Regions from separate parts of the Ovis canadensis genome. Here region 1 is linked to region 2. A link is a contact called in public Hi-C data. All regions are on one chromosome and are shown on one strand. The core of a region is the stretch at or near the end of the contact, and the rest is flanking DNA. Distances in the headings are between cores, read along the strand shown.

Evidence for each region. A called contact is a pair of places that touch in the nucleus more often than the background predicts.
Region 1: a contact with region 2 is called in a Hi-C map of lung, with 4 times the contacts expected there. The contact joins the promoter of CCDC9 here to the promoter of NPAS1 in region 2. A contact is called at or near these places in 2 of 2 Hi-C or Micro-C datasets (fibroblasts and lung).

Annotation. Positions count from the first base shown.
Region 1 is chr14:67,320,568-67,326,698 of ARS-UI_OviCan_v2, forward strand. It overlaps CCDC9 (coiled-coil domain containing 9), which reads left to right and starts at 2,601. Exons shown (of 16, transcript XR_011248459.1): 1 at 2,601-2,718; 2 at 4,317-4,390; 3 at 4,518-4,622.
Region 2 is chr14:67,139,296-67,145,355 of ARS-UI_OviCan_v2, forward strand. It overlaps NPAS1 (neuronal PAS domain protein 1), which reads left to right and starts at 2,095. Exons shown (of 11, transcript XM_069549275.1): 1 at 2,095-2,250; 2 at 2,722-2,957. The coding sequence starts at 2,150.

The sequences.
Region 1 (6,131 bases), core at 1,351-3,850, 180 kb after region 2:
AGCTTTGCCCAACACCCTCGGAGGTGCCCTTGCAGTCTTGTACATTTTTTTAAAGGCTGTGGGATCTTAATTCACTGACCAGGGATTGAACCCTGCCCCCAGCAGTGAAAGCGCCAAGCCCTAACTGCTGGACCACCAGGGCATTTCCCACTCTTTTTTTCAGGAGGGTTTCCAACTGGTATAAACTTCAGGTTCTACATACCCTGGGTCCACCTCTCTTCATTCTTTTTTTCCCCTGGAAAATAAAAATGGGAATTAACCTGTGATTCAGCAATCTGCTTTCCTAGAAGACAGAAGAATGGTTTCCATTTATTGAGAACTTACAATATTTCAGGCCAAGCACTGGGTGTCTATTAATTCATGAATCCATTGAATTCTGTGCAACCAACAGTAGGATGGTGTTATGATCTCCGTTTACAGATGGAGAAGATGAAGGCCAGAGAAGTTTCCTATGCGTGTTGCCCAAGATCACACAGTTGGTAAATGACAGAGCCAGGATTCAAAGCCAGATCTTCTGGCTTCAGAGTCAACAGCCTTAATCATGACATTAGGAGCCCTTTTGTGAACAAGATCACAGATCATGCAGTCATCAAGCCATGCGCCTATAGAAATTCAATGCTGCATCGCTGGCAACCTCCCCAGTTAGAAACAACTCGAACATCCACGAGACCAGTTGGACTAAATTATGGCTCATCTGTAGGACAGAATTTCACGTGGCAGTTTAAAAGCTAGTCAACCATCCACGGGCTAACTTCAAGGTATAGAGTTTCAGGGCATACGTTTTGTTTCACAAACAAGGAAGAAAATAATAGTACTAGCCAAGATTCAGTCAGGGACTTCCCTGGTGGTCTAGCGGTGAGGACTCCTCGATCTCACTGCCAAGGGTAGGGTTCAGTTCCTGGTCGGGGACCTAAATTCCAACCCCCTGCCAAAAAAAATCACTCATTCATTAAACAAATAGGTTTTGAGAGAGACTCGGTACTGCAGACAGAACACAGACAATATAGTTGAGAAAAAGTCAGTAAACAGTCAATCCTACAGGAAATCAACCTTCAGTATTCACTGGAAGGATTGATGCTGAAGCTGAAGCTCCAACTCTTTGGCCACCTGATGCAAGGAACTGACTCACTGGAAAAAAAAACCCTGATGCTGGGAAAGATTGCAGGCAGAAGTAGAAGAAGGTGACAGAGGATGAGATGGTTGGATGGCATCAGTGATTCAACAGATATGAGTTTCAGCAAACTCCAGGAGACAGTGAAGGACAGGGAAGCCTGGAGTGCTGCAGTCCACGGAGTTGCAGAGTTGGACATGACTTAGAGGCCGAACAGCAAGAGAATAAAGTGAAACACGGTAGTTTAGGGGGTAAACAGTAATATGGAGACATAAAACTGAAAGAGAAAAGCATGGGAGGTTTCGAAATTTTCAAACGAGTGGTTTCAAGGAAGACCTCAAAGAGGCGAAACTGAATACACGATTGAAGCCGGTGATGCAGTGATTTTGGTAGGCATTTGAAAAATTTTTACTTATCTATTTATTTCTGTGGCTGTGCCTCGAGGCTTGTGGGATCTTAGTTTCTGATCAGAAATTGAACGTGGGCCCCATCTGTGAAGGCACCCAGCCCTACCCACTGGCCCACCAGGGAATTCTTGGGGGATTTTAAGAGAATTAAATTGTATGTGTAGAGAAGGCCTCTGAAAGGCTGTTAATGATAACCATATAGGGGCAGTGGATTGCCAGGTATTTTCCCTTCCCATGTTTTAGACCACAAACTAAATTCATCAGCAATCTCAGGAAATCTGGTCTGCTCACTTACAACTGTCATCACCTCCTGTAAGGGTGTTCCATAGCATTTATCGTCACTTGTAACAATAGGTAAATTATGTCTAAGCTTTGTTTAATGTATGTAACCCTCTTGACTCTGTAGCAAAACCCAGTAGGTCCTCCTCTGAGCATCTTCCAGTTCCCTAGAAGCACCGGTTCACTCACCACAGGGCCTTTGCACAGGCTGTGCCCCCTGCCTGGACAGCCACCCCCTCTCAGTCTAGCCTCATCTCTCTCACAAGACATCCCCACAGTTCTGTCTTCTGTCGTTTCACATGTACTTGTGCCTTCCCTCAAGAGTCCAGGGATGGGGTCTGCCTTGTTCATCACCTTAACCCCCACTTCCCTATCCCCCCAGTACAGAGCTGGCACCCAATGCTGATTCAGAGGAAGAAGAGATTCTTTCCATTGAAAACTGTGAGCTCCTACAACTAACTATAAAGTTTCACTGGCAGGAGGGTGGGGGACCCCCGCCCACCTCCCAGCACAAGCTGGCAGGTCAGGCTTCCAAGAGTCAGTCCAGCGCCCGGCACCTACTTGTAGGAACCAGGAAAGAGGAGACGCAAATAGAGACCAGAGAGAGGGTGGTGTTTTCTTTCCCTGGAAGGAGGTCATTCAGGTAGAAGACAGTAGAACAAGCTTGCAGAACACTCCGTGCGCCGGCTCAACCCACTCCCGCCTCCACCCGGCGTGGGGGGCTGGGAGGAGGGGGGTGTTGGCGGGGAGGAGCGCCGCGCCTTTAAGGCTCCCGGAAACAGGCCTGCAAGGCCGGAAGTAACCCGCTTTAGTTCCCTTCTTCACGTGGTGCAGGCCGGAAGTGACGCGCGTGGCCCGGGAGCTGTAGACGCGGAGGCCGACGGAGCCGGAGTCGCGGACGCCGCGGGGTCTCCGGGACAGGTGACCGGGGGAGGGGGCCGGGAGCGCGCCCGGAGAGGGCGGGGCCTGACGCCCCACGTGGGGGGAGCGGGCGCCGGCGCTGGCGGGGTAGCCCGTCGCCCGCGGGGGCGGGGTCAGAGTACTCCGCGGGGGGCGGGGACTGGACGCCCACATGGGAAGCTAGAAGGGTGCTGAGGGGGCGGGCCGTCGGCGGGGCAGGGCCTGGGTGGGCCGGGCTCCGAAGGCATCCGGAGCTTTGGTGGGCAGCTGGGGAGGGCCCGAAAAAAGTTATGCTGGGGCTGGGGGCGGGGCCAAATATTACCCTGAGGACTAGGGGCGGGACCGGAAAGTTTCGCGTGTCCTGGAAGTGGGTCCAGGAAGTCAGGGGCGGGGCCAGGGGCTGACCTGAGGGTCCGGGCGGGGCCAGGCGCCGGTAGGGCGGAGCCAAAAAGTTTCGCAGGAATCGGGCCGCTGAGCCAGAATTTAGGGGCTCTAGGTACGGGGCCAGACACTGACGGGCGGGGCGGGGGCGGAGCCAGGGGCGTGACCAGAGGCTGGGCTTAGCAAATCGGAGGCGGGGCCAAAGTGTTGGCTGGTGAGCCGGGGGCGGGACCGGTGCCAGAAGGCGAGGAGGAGGGGGCGGGTTTAGGCTGCTGCCTTGGGCTCCTGTGGGCGGGGCCAGGAAGTTCGCCGGGGCCGTCGGACGCCGGGAGGGGGTGGGGTTAGTGACGCGCATGTGGGCGGGGTCAGAGGTTTGGCGGGAAAGGCGGGGCCGGAAAGTTTGCCTCTCTTCGGGGCGGGGCTGTGGCGTTCCGGACCGGGTGGAGACTGGAGCCTTTCCCTAGAAAGCCGCGTGAGGGCGAGGCGGTTTTGTCTGCGCCTGGGCGGGGAGGCTGTTCACCCAGGAGGCCAAACCTGACCCGGGAAGCCTGGGTCTGTTGGAGGAATCTTTGTTGGGGTGCAGGGGGCGGGGCTTTAAATCCCTGAGGGTAGGGGCAACGAACAGGAATGGGGCTCGGACTATTTTTTGAGTGTAGGATTGTAAGACGTCGCTGAAATTCTGGGGAAGTGTTAGGTGTAGATTATTAAACGGGATGCAAGCAGCACCAGGTTGAGCAGGGGGAGTCGGACTTTCTTGCGCAGGTCGTGGGAGAGGCTCATCCTAAAGCTCTCTTGGGGTAGAGGCCTGGGTTTTAAACTCCCAGCACAGGGATGTGGAGACTGAACTAGGATTTTCGTTTTGAAGGGAGCAGTGTGGGGTGTTTCCCTAAGTGGTGGGGCGGGCCCAGAACTTTCCCAGGGTGTGTGTGACTACATTGTTTACAGAGGAATGGATGGGTCCAAAACCCCCTTGAGAGCACTGAGTCTAAACTTTTCCTGGTAGGGGGTGGGCTGGAAGAGGGGCTTCAAGAAGAGGGACTGGGAGTGAGGGCGAGAATTCTTTTGGAGTGAAGGGTGTGTGTGTGTGTGTGTCCCGTGGAGTGAAGGGAGTGTGTGTGTGTGTGTCCCTTGGAGTGAAGGGATGTGTGTGCGCATTTGAGGAGCCCCCAGTCTGGAACAGGAAGAGACAGATTGAGTGGAGCCATTGGCCTTAGTGCTTCTGTTCCCTCTGCCCTCAGGAGCCCCCAGTGCTGTGTCCAGATTCTGCAGGGGAGGTTTGCTGGGACCCAGGCCCCACTCTGCCAGTGGAATGGTGAGAAGAAAAGTGGGGTCTTTGAGATCTGAGCTTTGGGGCAGGGGCCTTGGGAGGAGAGGTTCTCTGCCCGCAGACCCTGGGGCAGGTAGAGGTTTCCAGCCTCTTATCTGTCCGCCCCTCTCAGTCAGCCGCACTGGATCTGAAATCAAAGGAGGAGAAGGATGCTGAGTTGGACAAGAGGATCGAGGCTCTTCGGCGGAAGAATGAGGCCCTCATCCGGCGCTACCAGGTGCCCTAGCCCCGCCCTGGGAGACCCCATCCCCTCTCCTCCCCGCAGTGAGTTTCCCTCACCTCTCCTTCCTTAAAACCTTTTCATGACTCCTCATCACTGTCAGGGTAAAAGCCGAGGGCCTTAGCCTGGGATTCCTCCTTTCATTCCATCATTGGTTTGTTCGTTCACAAGTATTCATCAGGGCCCATTGCTCAGTGGCACTGTGCTGGCAGCAGTGATGGAGGGGACCCCGGGCCTGCCTTTCCAGGGCTCACAGGCCAGTAGGGGCCCAGCCATAGCTTCAGTCAGTGATGAGCGAGTGGGCCAGCCTGGGATGGAGGAGCTCAGGGTTCTTTGAGAGCCCAGGTGGGGCTCTTCACCCAGCCTGGGGGATATTAAGGAGGACTTCCTGGAGGAGGGGATTCTGAGACTCGAAAGGTAAGTAGATGTTAGCCGGTCTTTTTTTTTTTTTGCTGCACCGCATGTCTTGTGGGGGTCTTAGTTTCCTGACTAGGAACTGAACCCAGGCCCATGGAAGCGGAGCAGGGGGTCCTAACCACTAGACCAGCAGGGAAGTCCCAGCTAGCTGAAAAGGAGAGCAGAACAGTCCGCACAGAGGGGACAGTTTTTGCAGAAACTTGGAGCTTAAAGTTGGAGGGTCAGATGGAGGATATTGACCTGCAGAGACTCGCTGGGGCCCAGCCATGCAGGCCATAAGGCTAAGAGTTTGGACTTTTCCCTAAGGACACTGGGGAGCCATCGAGGGCTTTGAGTGGAAGTGGGGCCAGGTCAGAATAGGTTTGTAGGACGACTCCTTTGGTTGCTGTGTGGTGGAAGATGGGAGGAGAGGACACTGGAGACAGGAAACTGGGGCGGGGACTTCGCAGGGGGCGAGGGGTGGGGTCCATAGGGAGAGGAGGTGCCTGGCCTGGGACAGGGCTGTTGGGAGGGACTCAGTGACTGATGGGCGGTGGCAGGAGGTGAGGATAGGATCCAGGATGAGGCCCAGGTCCCTGTCACAGGTGCCAGAGTAGGTGTTGGGGCTGTCCCTGAGATAGCAGGAGGAGTAGGCTTCATTTATTCATTCTTCATGCATTCATTCATTAAAAAAAAAAAAAAAAAGGATGTTGAGCCTCTGTTGTGTGCCAGGCAGTGTTCCAGGCTTGGGGTATATATCAGTGAACAAAACAGACAGATATCCCTGACCCAGAGTAGATTCTGTTATGGGGAGGAACCAGATAAGAAGCAAAATAGACATAATGTCCTGTTGTGAAAGAGGCAGAGGGAGGGCAGGGTGGTGTGTGGAGAATGGCAGGCAAGCTGGTCAGGGAAGGCCTTCCTGAGAAGGGAACCTTTGAGCAGAGGCCTGCAGGAGGTGGGGGACTGGAGAATCTATGGAGAAGGGGCATTTCTGGCAAAGGGAACAGCAGGTGCAAAGGCCCTGAGGCAGGTTTGAACCTGGTATGTTCCAGGCACAGTGAGAGGGTCACAGTAAGCGAGAGGAGAGAGTGGGAGATGAGGATGGGA
Region 2 (6,060 bases), core at 845-3,344:
GATCTCTGAAGTTCCTTGGACACCTGTGTCCCAGTCCCTGGGAAGTCTAGATGTCAAATCCTGGTCTTATAAGGTGGGGGGTGGGGGGTGGGGTTGGGGGGGCGCTGGCGGGGGGGGGTGTTGAGCCCAAGGTCCCCTTCTTGTCCAGATGGCCTCGCTGACATTCTTAAGTTCTCTCCTGGTAAAGGGTCTCTAACGCCTGGATTTGCTCCCCTAGAGGGGACGCTGACGTCTGGGTCTCCACCCCTACAGGAGCGGGCGCAGGGTGCCTTCCTTGTCTTGAGGAGCTGCTGGGTGCTGAGTATTCTTAGGGAACATGGGGTGATAGTTCCTTCCAGTGGGGTATATAGAGATAGAGCCTGGACTCCGGTGTTCCCCTCTTGGGGTGGGGAAGCCGACTTCGAGGTTCCCGTTCTGGTGGGCTAAGGGGGCTCAGACATCTGAGCAGCCCAGGACTCCCTTGCTTGGAACCCCCTACCTGAATATTCATTGGAGGGACTGAGGCTGAGGCTGAAGCTCCAATACTTTGGCCACCTGATGCGAAGAGCCGACTCATTGGAAAAGACCCTGATTGATGCTGGCAAAGATTGAAGGCAGAAGAGGAAGAGAGAAGACCAGACGGTTGGATGGCCTCATCGACTCAATGGACATGAGTTTGAGCAAACTCCGGGAGATGGTGAGGGACAGGGAGGCCTGGCGTGCTGCGGTCCATGGGGTCGCAAACAGTCGGACACGACGGAGCCACTGAACAACAACCGCGGAAAAGATCAGAGTGGCTGACGCGGGGCAGGACCGAAGGGAGGAGACTCCGTGGGCGGGGCTCCAGCAGGCCCCGCCCCCGCCCGCCGGCGCTGTCTCCACGCATCCAAGTCTGCGAGGCCTCGGCGGGCGCGGAGAGCCTAGCGACACAGCCCGCGCGCCCCGCCGAGCCCGGCCCGCCCCGGGGTCTATGGGGCCGCTCCTCTGCGCCGCCCGGCCGGCCCCACGCCGCGCCCGGAGACTGCCCTCGCGGTCAGATAACGAGGCGGTGGGTCTTGCAGGTAGGGGACGCCAGGGGGCAGGTATGAGAGGACAGGGAACTCCTGAGTCCTGGAGGTGAAGGGGACCGGGACTCCAGTGTCCTGGGGGCTAGGGCAGCGGAACGCCTGTCTCCCGGGGCTGAGAGTAGGGGCGCACGGAGGTTGAGTCTTGGAGAATTAGGGGCCTGGGGGATCTGAACGCCAAGATCTAGGGCATCGGGGGACCTGGCTGGGAAGGCTTGGGGGCGGCGTGGATGTGGGGAGCGGGGCTGGACCCTGAATGCCTAGCCCTGGAGGAATGAAGACCTAATTGAACATGTTTCCGGTTCTGGGGAATCTGAATACCAGGACACCTGGGCTCAGAATTCTGGATCCATCCTGAGGGCTACCTGGGGCTGAGGAGCTGGCCGCTGCATCGGGGGTCTTCAGGGAGGAAGTTGTGGTTGCGGAGATTTGGCGGCCCAGACACGTGGCATCACCCCCAGGGTTTGAGGGGTGGTCCCTGGGAAAAGCATCGGGTGGGGTCCCTAGTTTCTGCCTCCCCCCTGCCCCTATCTCTTTAACCGAGCCTGGGAAATAGGCGTACCGCAGATGCAAAAACCAGACTCCCGGGATGGGCTTGTGGTGGGAGCAGGTCCCCGGGGTAGAGGGCTCTGGGGGCTGGAGCCGGTCTTGCCTGGGCCCCGGCGAGGCGCCCGCCCCCCGCCCGGCTTTGGGCATGCTTGGCACGCAGCGCGCGGGCCGGTCGGATCCGTATGCGCGCCGCGTGCGCCTATTGGTATGCGGGAGCCGGCCCGGCGCGGGCGTGAGGCGGGCGCGCTGGCGGGCGGCGCGGGGGAGGCGGCGGCGGGGCACGTCCTCACCCTGAGTGAGCTTCGCCCGGAGCCCGGCACGGTGAGAGCTGCGGGCTGTGTAACCTGGCCTCCGGGTAGGAGAAACTGAGGCCACCTCCCGCGGCAGCTCCTCGCCGGGACCCTGCACCCAACCCCGCGGACCTTGGTTTGCCTACCAGGTGTCCCACGCGCCCCCTCGGGCGCTGAGCGTTGCCTCCCGCTCCTTCCCGCTGCAGGAGACGCGGCTCTCGAGTCCCACAGGCCGCTCTGAGCCCTCCTGAGCGGGTCCCCACGGAGATGGCGGCCCCCTACCCCAGCGGTGGCGGGGGAGGTCGCGGCGGCAGCGTCCCTTGGGACTTTCTGCCGGGGTTCGTGGTCAAGGCCCCGCCGGGACCCTGGTGAGCAAAGCCCTGCCCCTCGGGCCGTGGCCCCACCCCAAGGCGGGATCCGACGAGGATTCACATTCACCTTCGCCCCGCCCCTCGGGCCGTGGCCCCGCCCCAAGGCGGGATCCGAAGAGAATTCACACTCACCTTCCGCCCCGCCCCTCGGGCTAGACTTTCTTACCCGGAGTTGCTCTACCGAGGTTCCGCAACTCACCGCACACTGGGCGTTCGGTTCCTAGCCCCCTTTTTCGGGACTCCTACCCAACATTCTTACCGCTCCCCTCTCCTTCCTCCTCCCCCTCAGCCTTTACACCCCCAAGTCCTGCCCCACGGCTGGGCAGAGAAGTCACTCTCAGGCTCTGTCCCGACCTCCAGAGTCCTGAACCCACTTCCAACGTCCCGTTCCCCCCGTTCCCGAGGCCCCCGCCCCCGAACCCGGAGTCCCCGGCCCCCGCTGACGCTCCCTCCGCGCCGCCCGCCCAGCCTGCAGGCGCAGCGCAAGGAGAAGTCCCGTAACGCTGCGCGCTCGCGGCGCGGAAAGGAGAACCTGGAGTTCTTCGAGCTGGCCAAGCTACTCCCTCTGCCCGGAGCCATCTCCAGCCAGCTGGACAAGGCGTCCATCGTGCGCCTCAGCGTCACCTACCTCCGCCTGCGCCGCTTTGCCGCGCTCGGGGCGCCGCCCTGGGGGCTGCGGTCTTCGGTGCCGCCGGCGGGCCTAGGTGAGTGCGCATGCGCGGGGGCGGGGTCCTGGCGCGCTCGCGCAGGGCAGGGCACCCCGGGTCTGAGCTGTGAGCTAGCTGTGGCCAGTCTCCTCCACCCGAAAGGAAGGGAGTACAGAATTTGGAGTCAGACCTTTTGGGTGTTGCTATCAGACGGCTTCTGCTGTCCAGGCCTCAGTTTATTCATCTGTAAAATGGGCTCACCAGGTAGGGACGGTTTCATGAATTCTGCCCTGGCCGTACCAGCGGTCATGCCACTAGTAAGGACTATTATTTTTATTAGAGGAAATGATTCATGATTCTCACAAAGGAGACCCGCAGCTGCATGAGCAGGACAGAGAGGACCCAGCCCGGGCCTCCCATCCGCTAATGAGCAAGAAACACCCCGCACTCAGATCGGAGGGACCCCAAAGGAAACACAAGGACTCTGGCGTCTGAATTCCCAGCCTGGGATGCGGGAGGGGGACGGGATAACATGGCAGGTAAGATGGCGAGCTTCAGTAAGACAGAGGTCCCTGTCCTCGCTTGGCCATTCCCCAGCATTGTGATCCCCGGGCAGGTCGCCTCACCTCTCTGTGCCTCATTTGTGAAGTGGAAATCATGATGAAGCCCCTCCCCTCCCCAGGGCTGAGAAGAGAAAAAGGTCTACCAGGTAATAAAGACCCTAAACACACCTGGTTCAGAGTAAACAGCCAATGTGTAGCGATTACTGTTATCAATGGTTGTTTAGTCGTTCAGTCGCGTCTGACTCTTTGCGACCCCATGGCTGTAGCCCACCAGGCTCCCTCTGTCCACTGAATTTCTCCAGGCAAGAATACTGGAGTGGGTTGCCATTTCCTTCTCCAGGGGATATTCCCGACCCGGAGATCGAACCGCGTCTCCTACATTGGCAGGGGGATTTTATTTTTTACCGCTGAGCCACCAGGGAAGCCTTTATCAACGGGTACCTGCAGGTTTATTGAGCGTCTGCTGTGTGCCTGCTACTGTTCTGAGCCCTCTGGACCCAGCCGGAAACAAACTGAATAAAAGTGTCTGCCCTGGACAGGCTGACATCCTACTCCCCAAGACATGATAACGAAATACAGTCTATAATATGTTAAAATATAGAACATGTAAAAATCAGATATATATAGATAGATATCTACTTTCATTATTATTCAGACTTCATTACACAGAAGTGTTACGTTATTGTTGTTACTTCTATTTATGTTTTATTGCTTTACTCTTATTACTAGAAGTGTGCGAATCGTGTTCTTCAGAGGTCTCAGGTAACAGGGACAGGGGACCCTAGGCAACTGCGCCCCCCCACCCCCACCCCAAGATGGATTGTCCTTAGGGTGGGGTTGGAGGGGCTCCAATTCCCCTCCTGCCCTGGTCTCGGGGGGAGGGGGGGAGAGAAAATAGCATTGATTAAGTTCGCAATAAATCACCATTTAAATTTAAATAATCCGGCTTCCCAGGCGGTAATTAGGCGAATTGACTGGCGCGGAGAGAATGCGGCATTAGCGCCGCTGATTACTGTCATTACCGCGAACAACATGTGCGCCGGCGGGGGATAAACATCTTGTCTATTGTCCCCAAGCCCCGGGGAGAGAAAGCGTGCGGGGGGGATGCTGAGAGCCCCGCCGGCGGCCGGACTCCCCCCTCCCCGCTTGCCGGGATGGGTCATTCGAGGGGGCAGACCACCGACCTTAGCAACCCCCTTGCCTGTAGGTGGGAAGGCGGGTCAGGGCAGTGTGCTGGGGAGGAGCTGCGTGGATTCCCCCCAAAATTAAGAAATGGAGGCATCTGTTCTCCCGGGGTCTTCAGCAAGAGACCAAGAACCTGCCTCAACAGTTCAGATGGGGAAGCTGAGGCCAGTGCCTTAGTTGCCATCAGAGAAAAGCACAATGTAGGCTCTCTAAAGGAGGGGAGACTCCCATGTTCTTCTCAAAAACACTAGTAATAATATATGCCGCAGACACTGGGTTGAGCACTGGATCCAAATTCACTTGCTTAATTCTCTCAGAAATCTTCAGAGGGAGGCAGTGTTTTGATCCCTGTTTTATAGAACTGGAAAACTGAGACCCAGAGAGGTGATGCTCTTTGCCCAAGGTCACACAGCCAACAAGGGACTCAGATGAGATTCAGACTCAAGTAGCCTGGCTCTGACACCCACCTTCTCTATCACCATACTTGGCATATGTGTGGGTCTCCGGGGATGGGTTCTGGGTTGCTGGGCTTGGCCTCTCTCTGGGCCTCACACTACCATCTGTAAAATGGGATCACGAATGTTGAAGTCTAGCCTAGGGGCTCTAAGTCTGAAGAGAAGGCAGCTTTGATCTATCAGTCATTCATTGTTATTGATTCAACTGTGCCAGGCAGTGTTCTAGGGACTGGGGACATCACAGAGAACAGGAAAAAAGTTCCTGCCCTGGGAGATGGGCTGCAAACCTGGTCCCCTGCCCTCTACCTCCCTAATGTCACCTTTCTACCTCTCTAATGAGTTCAAGCCCTTGCCCCACGTTGGCTGCCTTGCTGTTCAGAGAAGCCTGCTCCCACCCCAGGGCCTTTGCACCTGCTATGCTTCCACCAGGAACCCTCATTCCCTTTGAATGTGGGCTTTTCAGTCAGGCTTTTCCCAACCACACTATTAAAAATAAAAGGGACTTCTTTAGTGGTCCAGTGGCTAAGAGTCTGCACTCCTGTTGCAGGGGGCCTGGGTTCAATCCCTGGTCAGGGAACTAGATCCCACATGCTGCAACAAAAAGTTCACATGTCACAGCTAAGACCCGGTGAAGCCAAATAAAAATAACAACCCCCTGCTCCCGGCACGTCTTGTCTCCCTTTCTCCCTTTCCTGTCTTTTTTCTTTCCATAGTACTTATTGTTTATTTAATTTTTAAAAATATTTATTAATTTAGTTGGCTGTGCCAGTTTTTAGTTGCAGCATGTGGGATCTAGTTCCTTGACCAGGGATGGAACCCAGGCCCCCTGCATTGGGAGCTGGAGTCTTAGTTCCTGGACATCAGGGAAGTCCCTTCTCTTGTTTATTGTGTTTCTCCCCTACAACACCTTGTTTGCTGAGCCTAGAACAGACCCTGCACACAGTGAGGGATCACTGA